Linked DNA regions of Sus scrofa: region 2 is linked to region 1. Evidence: chromatin contacts called from public HiChIP or PLAC-seq data. All regions are on one chromosome and are shown on one strand. Each heading gives the region's core, a stretch centred on a gene start, on an enhancer-like site or on the middle of the called end of the contact. The rest is flanking DNA. Distances are from core to core; before and after follow the strand shown.

Region 1 (7,047 bases), core at 2,623-5,122:
CAGCACAGAGCCTTGCACATAATGAGATCGCATCTCAATGAATGTTTGTTTCGCATTGAAGATGGAGAGTTTTTACATTTTTGCTGATCCAACTGTGTGTATTTTAATTAAAAGTGAATGGGAGGTTTGAACTCTCCTTATTCTTCTTCAAAAATATATACACCTGGGGGGAAGCATGAGGAGGGATCACTGGGGGTGCTGGTGATGTTCTAATTCTTGGTCTGGGTGGTAATTATACACGAGTGCTCTCTTTCCTATAACTCATCGAATGGCACACTTATTTGTGTATATTTCTTTATATGCTGTCTATTAAAATATATAATATATAGTTCTAGTTTGATAAGACACTGCTGGTGAGGGTTTATGGAAATAGGCTCACATATTTCTTGTGGGAGGATTGCACACAGGCATTGTACAATCTCCTTGGGAGAAAATTTGGCCAAACTATCAAAAGGAAAAGGTGTTACCCTTTGGTTGAGCAGTGGCTAGGCTAGAAATATACCCTAGATCTATTCTAACATCTGCAAACTGGTATACATTCAAGATTATTCACTGCAATGATGTTTATAATAATAAAATTGGAAACAACAGAAGAGCAAATAGATTGTTGCACATCATACAACAGAATTTTATTCAGCAGTTAGTAATAGGGAGGCAGATCTGTACCTGCTGATTTGAAAGGCTCCTCAGGTTCCAAAGCCTGCACAAGATGCTCTGTTTGTGTTAAGTATATGTATATATATTTGCTTGTATGTTCACAGAATAGCTCTAGAAGGATACACAAGAAAATAATAATAGCCATTGTTTCTGAGACAGAAAGGGGTGAAAGGAAACTTAATTCTTTCACTATATACTCTGCTTGATGCACATTTCAAATTTTATATGTACATATAACCTACTCAAAAATTAATTAAACCCAAAGCTGCTTCTTTGCTGCTCTTTTCCGCTCTAATTTAGGGACTTTCTAAACATTCTATAGTTGGTAAATTTGCCTTTACTTTCTTCTAACAGCCTCCAAATCCACCCCGTGGAGGCAAGGTCATACTCTTCTTCCCTGATATTGAGCAAAGCAGGCAGGTCACTCTTATGCTGGTGACCTTATTAATTGAGTTTAGATCTCAAGTGACTTCGAACAGATTTTTTTTTTTAATGAAACAATCAAAGCCTCTTTGCCCTCTTTAGTTCCCCTCCTCCCCAAAGGCAGGAAGACAGTGAAAGACAAGTGTTCCGTTTGTTTTTAATCAGATTTACAAGTGCAATCAGATTTACAAGTGCCCTAAACTGGTTGTCAAACTGGAAGAAGAGAGAACCTTGGGGGATGTGATCTGACTAGTGAAGGAAGGGAATAAACAAGGAATAAGTCCTGTCTAACCTGTGCCCTAGATTTGTAACAAGCAGAGGGCGAGAAGTAAGGTTTTATCTCAATGGCCTAAGGATCAAGAGTGCTTGGAGGCACTCAAAAGTAAAACGTAACAATTTAATCAAAGGTAATCCTTGCAAAGAAGAAACAAAAGGCCTCTGAAGAAACTAAGCAGCTTCCAAAACGCCCATGGCCCTCTGCAGAGGGAGGGAGGCAGGGTAGGGGCCAGGGCTGAGGAGGTGGTATGGACACATGTTGAGAATATCAGCAAGAAGCCTGAATCTCAGGCTTGCAAAATTCACAATGGACAACTTGTACAGGTTTTTGAAAAGGCACATTCAGAGCAAAAATGGCCTGGATTGGATGGTGCTGTTTTATTAGATAACAAAGAGAATGCAAACCCTGGAATTTAGCAATGATTTCATTCAGCCCCTTCATGGTGCCAAGATACACTATAGGCAGGGCCTTGTATTAAACACGCAGATCTCATGATTCTTGGTGCACTGTTCTAATCTGCTCTCCACCTGTCTTTTTAAAAGTCTGGACTCTGGAATCAGACCACCTGGATTCGGCGGAAGCTCTGTCTCTCAGGAGCTGCATGATTTGGTGCAGGTTACTTAACTTTTACCCACTTCAGTTTCCTCATCTGTTATATGGGGATAATAACAATAACTACCTCGTATGGTTGTTATTGGGATTATATAGTACTTCAAAGAGGGTCTGGTACATGGCAGGAGCTATATAAATGGGAGCCATAACATTAATGGTTATTACTTCTGATTTCTACATCAGGGAGAATCTTTTTTTTTTTTTTTTTGTCTGTCTTTTTGCCATTTCTTGGGCCGCTACCGCGGCATATGGAGGTTCCCAGGATAGGGGTCGAATCAGAGCTGTAGCCACGGGCCTACACCAGGGCCACAGCAACATGGGATCCGAGCCGCATCTGCGACCTACACCACAGCTCATGGCAACGCTGGATCCATAGCCCACTGAGCAAGGGCAGGGATCGAACCCACAACCTCATGGTTCCTAGTCGGATTCGTTAACCACTGCGCCACGACGGGAACTCCCAGGGAGAATCATTTTTAAGTGGGAATGAGCAGAACCAACCTGGGAAGTATCTTTATGGTAGCAATTGCTTGGTTCCAGGTGCCACTTTAGGTCCGCTCTAAGAAATGCCTTTCTCATAAAAAGAGCGATCCGACAAGTTTGGCCTGGTGGTGATGTAGATGTTCCTTGTCACAGGTGGAATTCGGGCCAGGGATGATGAAGGGCAGATTCCTGTGTGGAATAGTGGCAGGGCCTAGATGATCCTAGGGGTCTAGGATTCTGCTACCCTTGAAACTAGCAGCCTTGAGGGCAGTCACATTATTGGCTCCCAGACATGAGTTTGTCATCGCTTTGGAAGTGAAAAAGCACGGTCTGTACAACTTTTCCCCTCCAGCTCCATGTAAAAGGCTAGCCCTGGTGTCACATCTAAGATTCCAAGACTTCAGTGGGAGTGGATTCTGAATTTCTTTAAGGACAGATGCACATCTGAGAACGCCAACACATAAGGGAGCGCATTCTCAGCGCTGCTAACGAACCAGATCTGGCTCACCACAAACCCTCAAGCCAGGGGATACTTCCTTCCAAAGGAGGAGCAGAAATCTTATGGGGGGTGGGGAGTGGAGGGAGATACTCGAGTCAACATCATTTCCTACAGCGCTCTCAAACCAGGATAACAATGGAGGGCCCAGGACGCCGGGAGCCTCCGCTGCGCGCTAAGGTGGGGACGGGGCGGGGCGGGCGCGAAGTTCCCTCCGCGAGCGGCCGCGGCTCCCTCTGCGGGGTACTTCCTAGGGCCTTTGATCTTTCCCCAGCAATTGGCGAGGGCTGCGTTTTCCTCCAGGTTTTTTCCCTCTTGGTTTATTTATTCTGCGTTCTCTTCTCTCTGGCTTGAAGACCAGCACGCCAATGTGCAACCGGACTTGAGTCCCGGGGTCTCCTCTCTCGCAGCGCCACCGGGAAACCCGACAACAGGCACGTTTTATTGAGTCCTCGGCAGCAAATCCGGAGAAGGGCCTTTTCCGGGCCAGGAAGCCGATCGGCCACAGGGATCAATGGCCAGGGCACCTTGTTGGTCTCCAGCCCCAACCCCGTCGGCGTGCGCCCCTTCCCAGCCGGGTCTTCCAGGTCAGCCCGGGGGCTCGAGTTTGCTTCTTCACCCGACGCCAGGTTAACCTGGAGCTTCGTCTCCTCCCTGGAGGGTCTCAAGTTGCTTTCCTGCGTCGGAAGGGCACCCCACTCTCCCGCGCCAGGCCCTAATCTCCATTGGGCGTTTCCAACAGGGGGCAGACTTCAGCTCTCCATCTGCGCGCCTTAAATCCCATTTATCTTCTTAGCGCCTAGGTCCCGGCCGGCCCCGCCCCCTCTTCCTCCTACCCTCCTCCACTAGCAAATCATAGACCCTTCCCCCTCGCCCTGTTATTCCCCTTCCTCCAAATGCAGAGGTCTGGCTGGGAGCAACCTTTGGAGGTGTCGGGGAAAGTACTCAAGGACGGTGGTAGCGACCTAGAGGGGCGCGGCCAGAGGAGAGTATAGAAGGGGAGGAGGCGGCGCCGCAAGATTTGCGGATCAGGACCAAGACCGAGGGTCCTGGACTCGCAGTCACCTCAATCCTGCCCTGCATCCCTAGTGGTTGAAGTTGGCCCCTCCTAGCGCCCCAATCTAGGTCACCAGCGGGGGAGGGCTGCGCTGGGGGTCGCTAGAGAGGTGATAGGCGGGCTCTCTGCCCCAGGGGTAGGCGAAGAGTAAATTGCCTCAGGGCCTGCCCCTCTCACTTCCACTCGATTGTAATTCCATCCCCGGGCCGGTCTAGCTTCCCTCCCTCCCTCGGCCAGCAGGTCCCTCCCCGTCGGCTTCTTTCGCCGCCCCCGCCCCTCCCGCCCGAGAAGCCCGGCCGCTCGCTGCCGGCTTCACTCCCGCACGCCGACCTCCTGCCTCCTTGTTCTCTCCAACGTTCCTGGTCCAGCTCCCTCAGTCTTTCGCCTTCTACGAGAGTCAGAGGATCCGCAGTGGCCGCGTCCCCCCACGTCTCCCAGGAGACGCCCTTTCCCTGTGCGCCCCGGACTTGGTGAAACTTTGCCGGCGCCCGTGGTGAAATGGATTTAATCCCAGGCGTCTTGCTCCAGCTCTTGCTCCTGGTTTCCAGCCTCGGACCCGGCGTGGTGCCGCTCAGAGCAGCTCTCAGAAAACCAGGTAATGCGCGCAGTGCTTCGGGGGGCACCAAGCTCGGAGCTCCCAGGTCCCGGTCCATAGCGAGAACGCAGAGCGGCAACTCTCCGCTTAACCGGGTTCGTCTCTGCCCAGAGCTGGGGAAAGAGGCGAACCTCGCCTCCCCCTCCCAAGCCCAGGCGGTTCCAGGGATATTTGTTTGTTTAAGGAATGATCTATTTTCCAGACACCGTAGAGGTGGAGGGCTCCGTGTTTGACCACAGAGAACTGGGAGTGGGGGCAGCGATCATGCTGTCTCAATTACAGAGGATTGCAACTGTGCAGGAAAAGTCAAACAGCTCCTCCTGTGTTTCCAAACAGCTTATTGAATTCATATTGTCCAGAGCCTCGTCGTTTCCTGTTAAGTGTCTTGAAGATTTGCCTGGTGTACCCTGTGCCCATCTCCGGTCCTTCCCACGCACTTTGTAGGGATGTGGCCTCTGCCGTTGGGACCCTCTTCCACTCTAGGGTCGGTTTCTCAAAAAGGAGCGCCCGGGGGCGTTAATTTTTTATCGTGTTTTGGGCTCCAGTCTTTGCTCTGCGATTTAAACAAAGATGTATGGCGTTGCAGGCTATAACAATGGAGGGAGAGAACTTGAAACACAGTAACTTGAATTTCCTCTAGTTACACAGGTGAAAAGTCTTGGTGTGTTTTTGTCGACTTTTGGCCTGTGTTGTGAGATGGTTGAAAGCAGAACATTCTAAGCAAGAAAAGTTCTAAACATTTGTTTCTCAAATCATGATTTTTATTCTTCTTTGCTGAGACTATATTTAGAATTCAGAAAAATCTGTTTTTTCTTAGTTTACTTTGTAAGCAGGGTTGTCTTATGGGATTAATTATATTTTAAGAACAATGGAAAACAATATAACTTTATTTGAATGCAGTGTGCAAAACTTTGCAGAAAGCGCAGTTTGTCTTCCAAATAATGTTTCTCTAACAAAGAGACAAACCGGAGGGAATTTATCAGAGGGCAAAGAGAATAATCTTGGCAGGTTCCCATATAGCTGCTTAAATATCTTCCCTGCTCAAGGATCTCTCCCTTTGGAAATGTGACTTGTTGCCTCTCAGCTCTGGAAGACACCCTTTACCCTTCAAGTTGTATCTGTTATCACCTGCGCCTTACTACCTGCCTTCAGATTTATAGTCATTATCATAATCTGAAGCACACCTAAATTATGAGCTGTTGTATTTCCACTGTTTATTCGTTTTGAAGAAAATAGCAGCAGTCCAAAGTGATATTTTATTGTTTCTTTGCCTACATGCACACAGACACACATGTTCAAGGATTTCAGTGAAGGACTTCTTTCTAACTCTCCTCCTTAAAATAACCGCACAGTGATCAGTTGCATTCTGTGGGTTTATTCGCATAAAACCAGCTAATCGTAATTTTTAAGCCATGCACAGTAATATCTATAGTTCTTAAGCACCATCAGTGTATGTAATGTTCTTTTAAGGATAGATTTCAATTCATGCAAGCAGAGTTTTTTTTTTTTTTTAAGTATTTCACAAAAGCTTGCTGTATAAAACTCATGCTCATATGGTTCACCATATTTCCTTTCTTATTTTTTGTAGTTCTTCTCCTAAAAATATTTCCTACCTGGTTCATCCAGGGTCTTATTCAGTTCTTCATGCTATGAATATGTAATGTTGGCCTCATTGGTTTTATTTGAAGCATAGATAGAGTTTTCATAGTGGGAACTCTACCTTTTAAATATTTTGGCACATTAAATATATCAAATCTGAGGTAGAAGGAGTGTTTGGACTAGGTTCAGCCTAGAAGAGTTTCTCATTACTTTATAATATAATTTTATCCAGACACCAGCTTTCGGGTTGGAAGGCCGCTCAGATTAAAATGACAGCTACTTCATAAACTTCAGGGGGAAAATTTCCTCCTGGGCTCATTTACATCCCTTGGAAAGACTAGTTTTTGATCGGGAAAATTGGTCCAGATTAAAAACGGAATGTGCCCCACTTGGCTCTGATGTGAACAGCAGCCAGCTAATTTATAATCTTCCCCAGACACCAGCAAATCCTGCTAGTATCCAGATGGGAGTTTCTTTGTACCTTGTTTCCTCAATAGAAATAGGTTTGTGTGCAGTGCTTTGAAGGTAGCATGGCTACCACCTAAGGCATACTGAAACAGTCCTGTTTTATTTGGATGACCCTGTCTTTCTCCTCACACTCCTAAGCCTACCTTTGACAAATACAGCTTTGTTGGAGAAGCCTTGGATTCAAAATCCACCTGAAAATTCCCCATCCTCACCTCTGGAGAAAAAAAAAACAAGTAGCAGCTTCAACTACTAGTCTCATTCGCCTCCACTGTAGGCAACCTTTCCTTCCACCCCAAAAGAACTACTCCTCTGTCACTGAGCATTAATATAGAAAACTCTGCATTTGCTGAGACTCATAAGAAATGATAGTTTTCAAGTTA
Region 2 (7,047 bases), core at 2,783-5,282, 110 kb after region 1:
GAACTGGTTTTCAATCTTCATGAGCTTTCCTCTCTCACCATATGCAATGAAATTGAATGTTAATGATGTCAGTCTCTTATTCACTGAAAATATAGTTTTCTTTCTTACATTAAATGAACAAATGCAAGGTAATCTTTTTGGTAGGAGGGGGAAGCTGTAATTTTTATGCAAAGATTGTTGCAGATGTTGGCAGGTAGCCCTGGGTAGACAATGGCACATTCTGAGAGCAGTTACAGGTCCTTTCCTCTATAAATGCCACGTGGGAATTAGCAAAGGATGATAGGAGAGTTTTATCTAAAGATCACATCTTTTCTGGCTTTACTGTAGGTATCCTCTGCAGCTTTCCTCTGTGAAGTGCTTTTTGTTCTAATTTGAGTTTGCAAATGTGTTTCCTTCCACTCACGGAGGTTTTCTCTTTGATGACAGAGTTAGTTTACATGACAAGTCCATCTTTAGGGAAAAGATACCCAGAAAGAGAAATGAGCCTCCCTTCCTCCAGGGGCCATGCCCTGTGACCTCTCCTTCCGCAGACACATGAATTCTTGTGAGATATGGGCCCCATAAACTCCTCAGCAGCATGGTGAGCCACAGAAGCATCTTTTACTTAGGCTTAGGGACTTAGGGACTCCATCTGGCTTTCAACGATTCTTGCTAATGAAAAACTAGGAGAGCACAAATTAGAGAAATCCATGTACAATCCAGCCATCATCTCCTTTTAGCAAAGAGAGTCTTTATTTCCTTGTCTATTAAGTTGTTCATAAAGGACAAACATCCATCTTTTTTGCTTCTTTAAATATCTGTGAGGAGGTGTTTAACAATAGAAAAACCGAGAGGTTCACTGAAGAGCAAACTAAAAGATGGAGAATAACCCCTCCCAACCATGAGCACCTCAAATTTTCATTTGACATCAAGGATCTTCTTTTTTTTCCCCCGCTGAACAGCATGGGGACCAAGTTACACTTACATGTATACATTTTTTTTTCTACCCATTGTTCTGTTGCAATATAAGTATCTAGACATAGTTCTCAATGCTACACAGCAGGCTCTCATTGTAAATCCATTCCAAGAGCAATAGTTTGCAAAGGATCTTCTTAATTTAACCTTCCCCCACCAACCCAAGTTGGTCTCACCATTTATCAGCTGTGGGACCTCAGGCAAGTTACTTATCCATTCTGTGCCTTAATTTCCTATCCAAAGAAAGAAGGGTTTTTCATATTAGTATCTACTGTTTAGGGTAATTGTGAGAGGTAAATGAGTTAAAGTTTTAGAACGATGCTTGATACTTCACAGGGACTTGATAAATGATAGCTATTATTGCTTGTTAACATAGAAGCTCCACTCCAGTTATGCCTTTTGCACTGTGCACCCCCCTTCCCACCATGCACAAATATTCCCAAATTTCATTTAGTAATTCTTCTTTTTTTTTTTTTTTTTTTTTTTTGGCCACACCCATGCATGCAGAAATTCCTAGGCCAGGGATCAAACCTGTGTCACAGCAGTGACCCAAGCAATAGCAGTGGTAATACCAAATCCTTAACCAATAGGCCACCAAGGAACTCCCATTTTGCAGTTCTTATTATCTGGAAAGCTCACCTTTTCCCCTCCAACCAGGAAGTCCACACAGAACAGCACTATCCAATAGAAGATGCAAGCCTATAAGAAAATTTAAATTATGGTTTATTTTGGCTGCACCCAGGGCATCAGGCCAGAGATCGAACTCTCCCCACAGCAGTGACAATATTGGATCCTTAACTGCTAGCCTACCAGAGAAGTCTGAAATTTTAAGTTTTTTCATAGAGGCATTTAAAAGGTAATAAAAACAGGAGTTCCTATTGTGGCTCAGTGATAATGAACCCAACTAGTATCCATGATGACTTGGGTTAAGGATCGCACATTGCTGTGAGCTGCAATGGAAGTCACAGATGAGGCTTGGAGTTGGCATGGCTGTGGCTGTGGTGTAGGCCGGCAGCTGCAGCTCCCATTCAACCCCTAGCCTGGGAACTTCTGTATGCTGCAGGTGTAGCCCTAAAAAGCAAATCCAAAATATTATCATTTCAACATGTAATCAATATAAATATCAATGAGATGTTTTATACCTAAAAAAGCCATTGTACACTCTACATGTACAGTACATCCCAGTTCAGACGAGCCACATTTCAAGCACTGACTAGCCCCATGGGCCAGTGCCAATGCATTGGAGCTCACAGGCACAGAGGGAGCAGGTGGCCCAGGGTAGCCTGCCAGCTCTGGGAGGTGGGCACGTCCCTCACATAATGGCTAATCTGTGCTGAGCCTTTACAGCGTGAGGCCAGGCATGGTACTGAGACGATGTCACGCATTTCTCTTTTATGATGGCCCTTTCAAGTAGGTGCTTTTTTTTTTTTTTCCGTCCTTTTTATCTAGGGCCGCACCCGCAGCATACGGAGGTTCCCAGGTCTAATCGGAGCTATAGCCACTGGCCTACGCCACAGCCACAGCAACGTGGGATCCGAGCCACATCTGCGACCTACAACACAGCTCACGCAACACCGGATCCTTAGCCCACTGAGCGAGGCCAGCAATCAAACCCGCAACCTCATAGTTCCTAGTCGGATTCGTTAACCACTGAGCCACAACGGGAACTCCTAAATAGATGCTTTTGTCACCCCATTTTACAGATGAGGAGCTAGAGACCCGAAGTAGTGAGACAGCAGCTAGTAAGCAGTAGATGCAGGGTTCAAATGGTTCATTCCAGCTCCAGAGTTGGTTTCTTACCCCCTCCCTGTATGTTGCCCCACAGATGGAAGCTCTAAGTCAAGTTCTACACTTTTCATGCAGTTCTCGAAGACATGGGAACATTTGGCAAGTTGGCTCAGTTGAACGGTTTTTGTGAAGAGTAAGAATGGCCATGAACAGAATCTTCTTGGGTTTTCTCATGGCAGTTCATGCAATTAGTCACCCTATAAAATTTATATTTGTTTATTTTGTGACCAGATTGTGAATAGATAGAATCTGTGCTCCCTTGACCTCTGGGAATGGGGACTGTCAGGGGAAGGCTTGTTTACGAAACATCTGGAAGGCAGAGTCCTTGAGACTGAATTCCTACATGGGGATCTTTTCACCGCAGTCAAGGCCATGCAAGGAGAAGCATGTGATCTTTAAACAGTGCTTAAAACTGGCCCTAAAAATGATCTACTCGCTTTTATTGGCAAGGACTTAAAAATTATGACCTGTGATTTAAAATCAGGATGACTTTTAGATAGGAAATGTTCATTCATTTTTATAAGTATTGCTCCCAGGGTTCTAATGCTGTTAGTTTACACAGCCAGCAAGCTTGCCTTCCCTCAGCTATGCCTGAACTCCTGTGTCTGTTCTGTTTTGTTTTTTAATCAATAAAGGCCAGATTTGGACAGGAGTTGGACCTTAATCCAAGAGCGGATCCAGATGGATTCCATGGTTATCAAGGGCCTCGATCCGGATACCAACTACCAGTTTACGTGAGGGCCGTGAATCCCCACGGCTCCAGCCCCCGCAGCCAGCCCAGCGACACCATCCACACCACCCGTGAGTACTGCGGCCCTTGGCCATACAGGCAAACAGACAGATGTTCCTGGTTTGCTCAGGTTGCCCCAGGAGGATCCACTTGACCGGGTGTCTGTAGCGCCCTGCAGGAGGGCAGCGTGGAGTGGGGCTGTCCTCAGCCTTTCCTGCAGTGGTTTTCCCAGCCCTTTGGAAGTCAGAGGCGCTCAACAGGGACAGGCTGTTTCTATGCGCAGAAGGTCATCGGATTTATTTTTGCATTATCCTTGGGGAGTCGGAGGTCTGTTTTCTTCCATGAGCGCGGAACAGACCACATACCAAGATGATGCGAAGCCTTCTCCCCACCCCCTTCTCATCTTTTGAGGAAAAAAAAAAAAAAAAAAAGCGTTTAGCTTCGAGTCATGGGAGAAAAAATACTGCTCCCAGACCCTACGGGGTTAATCTGCACCAGCAAATCAAGGCTGCCCAAGTAGAACCAGCCCCTCCAATGGACGATGGACGGTGTGGGAGTCAGAGCTGCTGGCACGCTGATGTGTAGCTGGGGGTCCAGCCCAGGGCCTAGACTCCTGTCTGTCATAGGGCCTCTCTGGGGGCTGTGGGCCAGTCCATCAAATCACCTGGGGGTTTTCTGAAACGTCAGATTCTGCTTATGGTCTGAGGTTTAAAGAGCTCCCACATGACTCAAAAACCACTGAAAAGCTCCCTCGTCTTAGACTACCTTGCGAATCTGGCTTCGAAATCTTTGCCTTCTGGAAGCGAGCGATACATTTACGTAAACCTGGAACCCTGTGTAGTGGGAAGATCTCAGAACACAACTGTTGGTACTTTTTTGGTTAGAAGACTGTAATCTATTCAATTTTGCTGGTAAAATCCTCCAGCCTTACTGTCATCCCTGGTCCTCTTTATCTGGGAAAGGAGCTCTCAGAAAAGAAGCCCACCGAACACGGTCAGAGGCTGGCCTGGGGCCGGCGCAAGGCCCTCTTCCCCTGTTCCTATTGGTTCGTTGATCTGAATAAACTCCTCCCCTCTCCTCACACTCCATCGCACAGCTGACCTCTGTGCCCACCTGCTGCTTCTAGGCAGGGCGATTCAAGTTCCCCAAGTCCTAGGAATTTTGGTTCTTCTGCAAACAACCCTTGCCCAAACCTTGAATCTTAGGAGATATGGGGATGTGTGTGGCCACACCACACACACACACACACATCGTGTCATAGGGCGCATGTGTGCCCTATCACACGATCACCCAGCAATTGTTTCCACTGCTCTTCTTTAGAATTTGGAAGCGAAAACTCCCCAGGCATGTGGCAAGGGATACAACTCCTTCTATCTATAGGAAATGTTAATGGTTTTATTTCGGATCGAAGAAGGGCCTCCCTCCACGCCTGCTGGATGACACTGTAATCTCTGTTTCCCCTTTGTGACGCATGGCCACATCCTGGGGCGACCGTGGCTGAGGCAGACTCAGGATCTGACTGTATTGGGAAAACGCGTCGTTTGTCTTTTTGTCTCATGAGCTGAGCAGCATTGGGGTTGCCCACCCATCCCACCCCAACAGCGAATGCCTCTGCTCCCATTTCGTGAGCTATCCTGGGCTCGGCGCTTTCCTTCTTTCTCTTACTGTCTCCTTCTCCACAGACGAGGGAGTAGAAGAAAAATGAGCTAGAACAACCCAGCTGGCCCCGGACATGGGTGTGGAGACTGGGCTCAGGGAGGAGTGAAGGGAGGGCTGTCTCTTGAACTTTTTCGTTTTAAACAGAACCACGAGTCTGGTCCTGGAGTTTCTGATCCTTGTTTCCCCATCCGTGGATGCCAGTTTTTGTGAATTAAGTGGGCTGAGGTGTGTGAAGGCGCTTTAGGAATATGTGACATTTCATTACCAGGGGTCACCCCTATAAAGTAAGTTTTATTTCAAAGGAATTGTGTGCAGAAGTGGCTGATTCAATGAAGACTCTCAATTATGAAATATTCTTTCTTTTCTTTCTTTTTTTTTTTTTTTTTCGGTCTTTTTGTCTTTTCTAGGGCTTCACCGGAGGCATATGGAGGTTCCCAGGCTAGGGGCCGAATCGGAGCTGTAGCCGCCGACCTACACCACAGCCACAGCAACGTGGGATCCGAGCTGCGTCTGTGACCTACCACAGCTCAGGGCAACACCGGATCCTTAAGCCACTGAGCGAGGCCAGGGATCGAACCCGCAACCTCATGGTTCCTAGTTGGATTCGTTAACCACTGAGCCAGGATGGGAACTCCCTGAAATATTCTTAAATAAATACAATTTAACTTCTTTTACACGGATACAGTCACGCAGATCAAGATAACAGAAATAGAATTTATTAGGAGGCCTGTTTCCTGGATATTTAAGAGTGGGCTGTATTTGGTATTTCCATTGTGATTTTTTTTTTTTAAAAGAATGTCTCTTTTATTATACACTTACATAATGTTTATATAGATTTTCTTCCTTCCCTTTTTTGGGGGAGAGGGGGTGCACCTGAGGTATGCAGAAGTTCCCGGGCCAGGAGTCAAACCTGGGCCACAGTAGTGAGATAAGCCACAGCAGTGACAACACCAGGTCCTTAACCTGCTACGCCACCAGGGAACTCCCTTCCATTGTGATTTTTTTATCATGGTCATTTCTGATGTGTTCTGGCACATTCACACTTCTTGTTCTGCTGTCTGTCTAGGCTATTATTTTATTTCCCAAACCCACTTTTCCATGTATAAAAATGCCTAATTACCAAATAGCCCTTCTTGGAATTAGAGCTACCATGGGGGAAGTTTCCTATGAGCTGGCACCCTCTTGAGTAGTTACCTAGGAGACTCCATATTAATCTTTGCAAAAACCCTGTGCCCAAGGAATAGTATTCCTTTTTTTTTTTTTTTGTCTTTTTGCCTTTTCTGGGCTGCTCCTGGCATATGCAGGTTCCCAGGCTAGGGGTTGAATCAGAGCTGCAGCCGCCGGCCTATGCCAGAGCCACAGTAACGTGGGATCCGAGCTGCATCTGTAACCTACACCACAGCTCACGGCAATGCCAGATCCTTAACCCACTGAGCAAGGCCAGGGATCAAACCTGCAACCTCATGGTTCCTAGTCGATTGTTAACCACTGAGCCATATGGGAACTCTAGTATTCTTTTTAGAGAGTTTTTAAAAACTGAGTCTTTGAAAGGTCACATATTTTGCCAAGATAATACTTGTAAAGGCAGGATCCGAACTCCAGTTTGGCCGATTGCCAGGCCACTTCCCTGAGTGAGATCCATATTAAGGAAGATTCTTATTCTAGTCCAAAGTAGCACGAGAAAGGTAACATCAGCCATTAAATAAGGACAGGGGACAGTCCTAGTTGAGTCTGTGGACTAAGGGAGCTCTGATAGCACAGAACAAACCTATAGGAATTGTTTTTTTCTTTTAAAACCTGTCTTGTTCATATAAGAACAAGAATAAAACATACATATATAGGCCTGAAATCCTACTAGTAAGCATCAGTATGGCCCTGGTAGTTTTTAGCCACCAGCCCTTGTAATTGGTCAGACC

The links. HiChIP or PLAC-seq counts read pairs in DNA pulled down with a chosen protein or histone mark.
Region 2: a contact with region 1 is called in an H3K27ac HiChIP or PLAC-seq map of skeletal muscle, with 5 times the contacts expected there. The contact joins the enhancer-like site here to the promoter of EGFLAM in region 1. A contact is called at or near these places in 3 of 47 Hi-C or Micro-C datasets (heart right ventricle, skeletal muscle and subcutaneous adipose tissue) and 1 of 2 datasets of contacts at active chromatin or transcription factors (skeletal muscle).

What each region holds. Positions count from the first base shown.
Region 1 is chr16:23,399,065-23,406,111 of Sscrofa11.1, forward strand. It overlaps EGFLAM (pikachurin), which reads left to right and starts at 3,873. Exons shown (of 24, transcript XM_021076641.1): 1 at 3,873-4,600.
Region 2 is chr16:23,506,114-23,513,160 of Sscrofa11.1, forward strand. It overlaps EGFLAM (pikachurin), which reads left to right. Exons shown (of 24, transcript XM_021076641.1): 6 at 3,378-3,472; 7 at 3,475-3,543. Among named protein-coding and RNA genes, the nearest start is that of EGFLAM, 110 kb to the left of the region's middle. Within about 2 kb of position 4,033, at least 5 of the 83 cell types and tissues checked have an H3K27ac peak or open chromatin away from gene starts, as enhancers often do. A contact at or near this core is called in skeletal muscle, where this site is marked.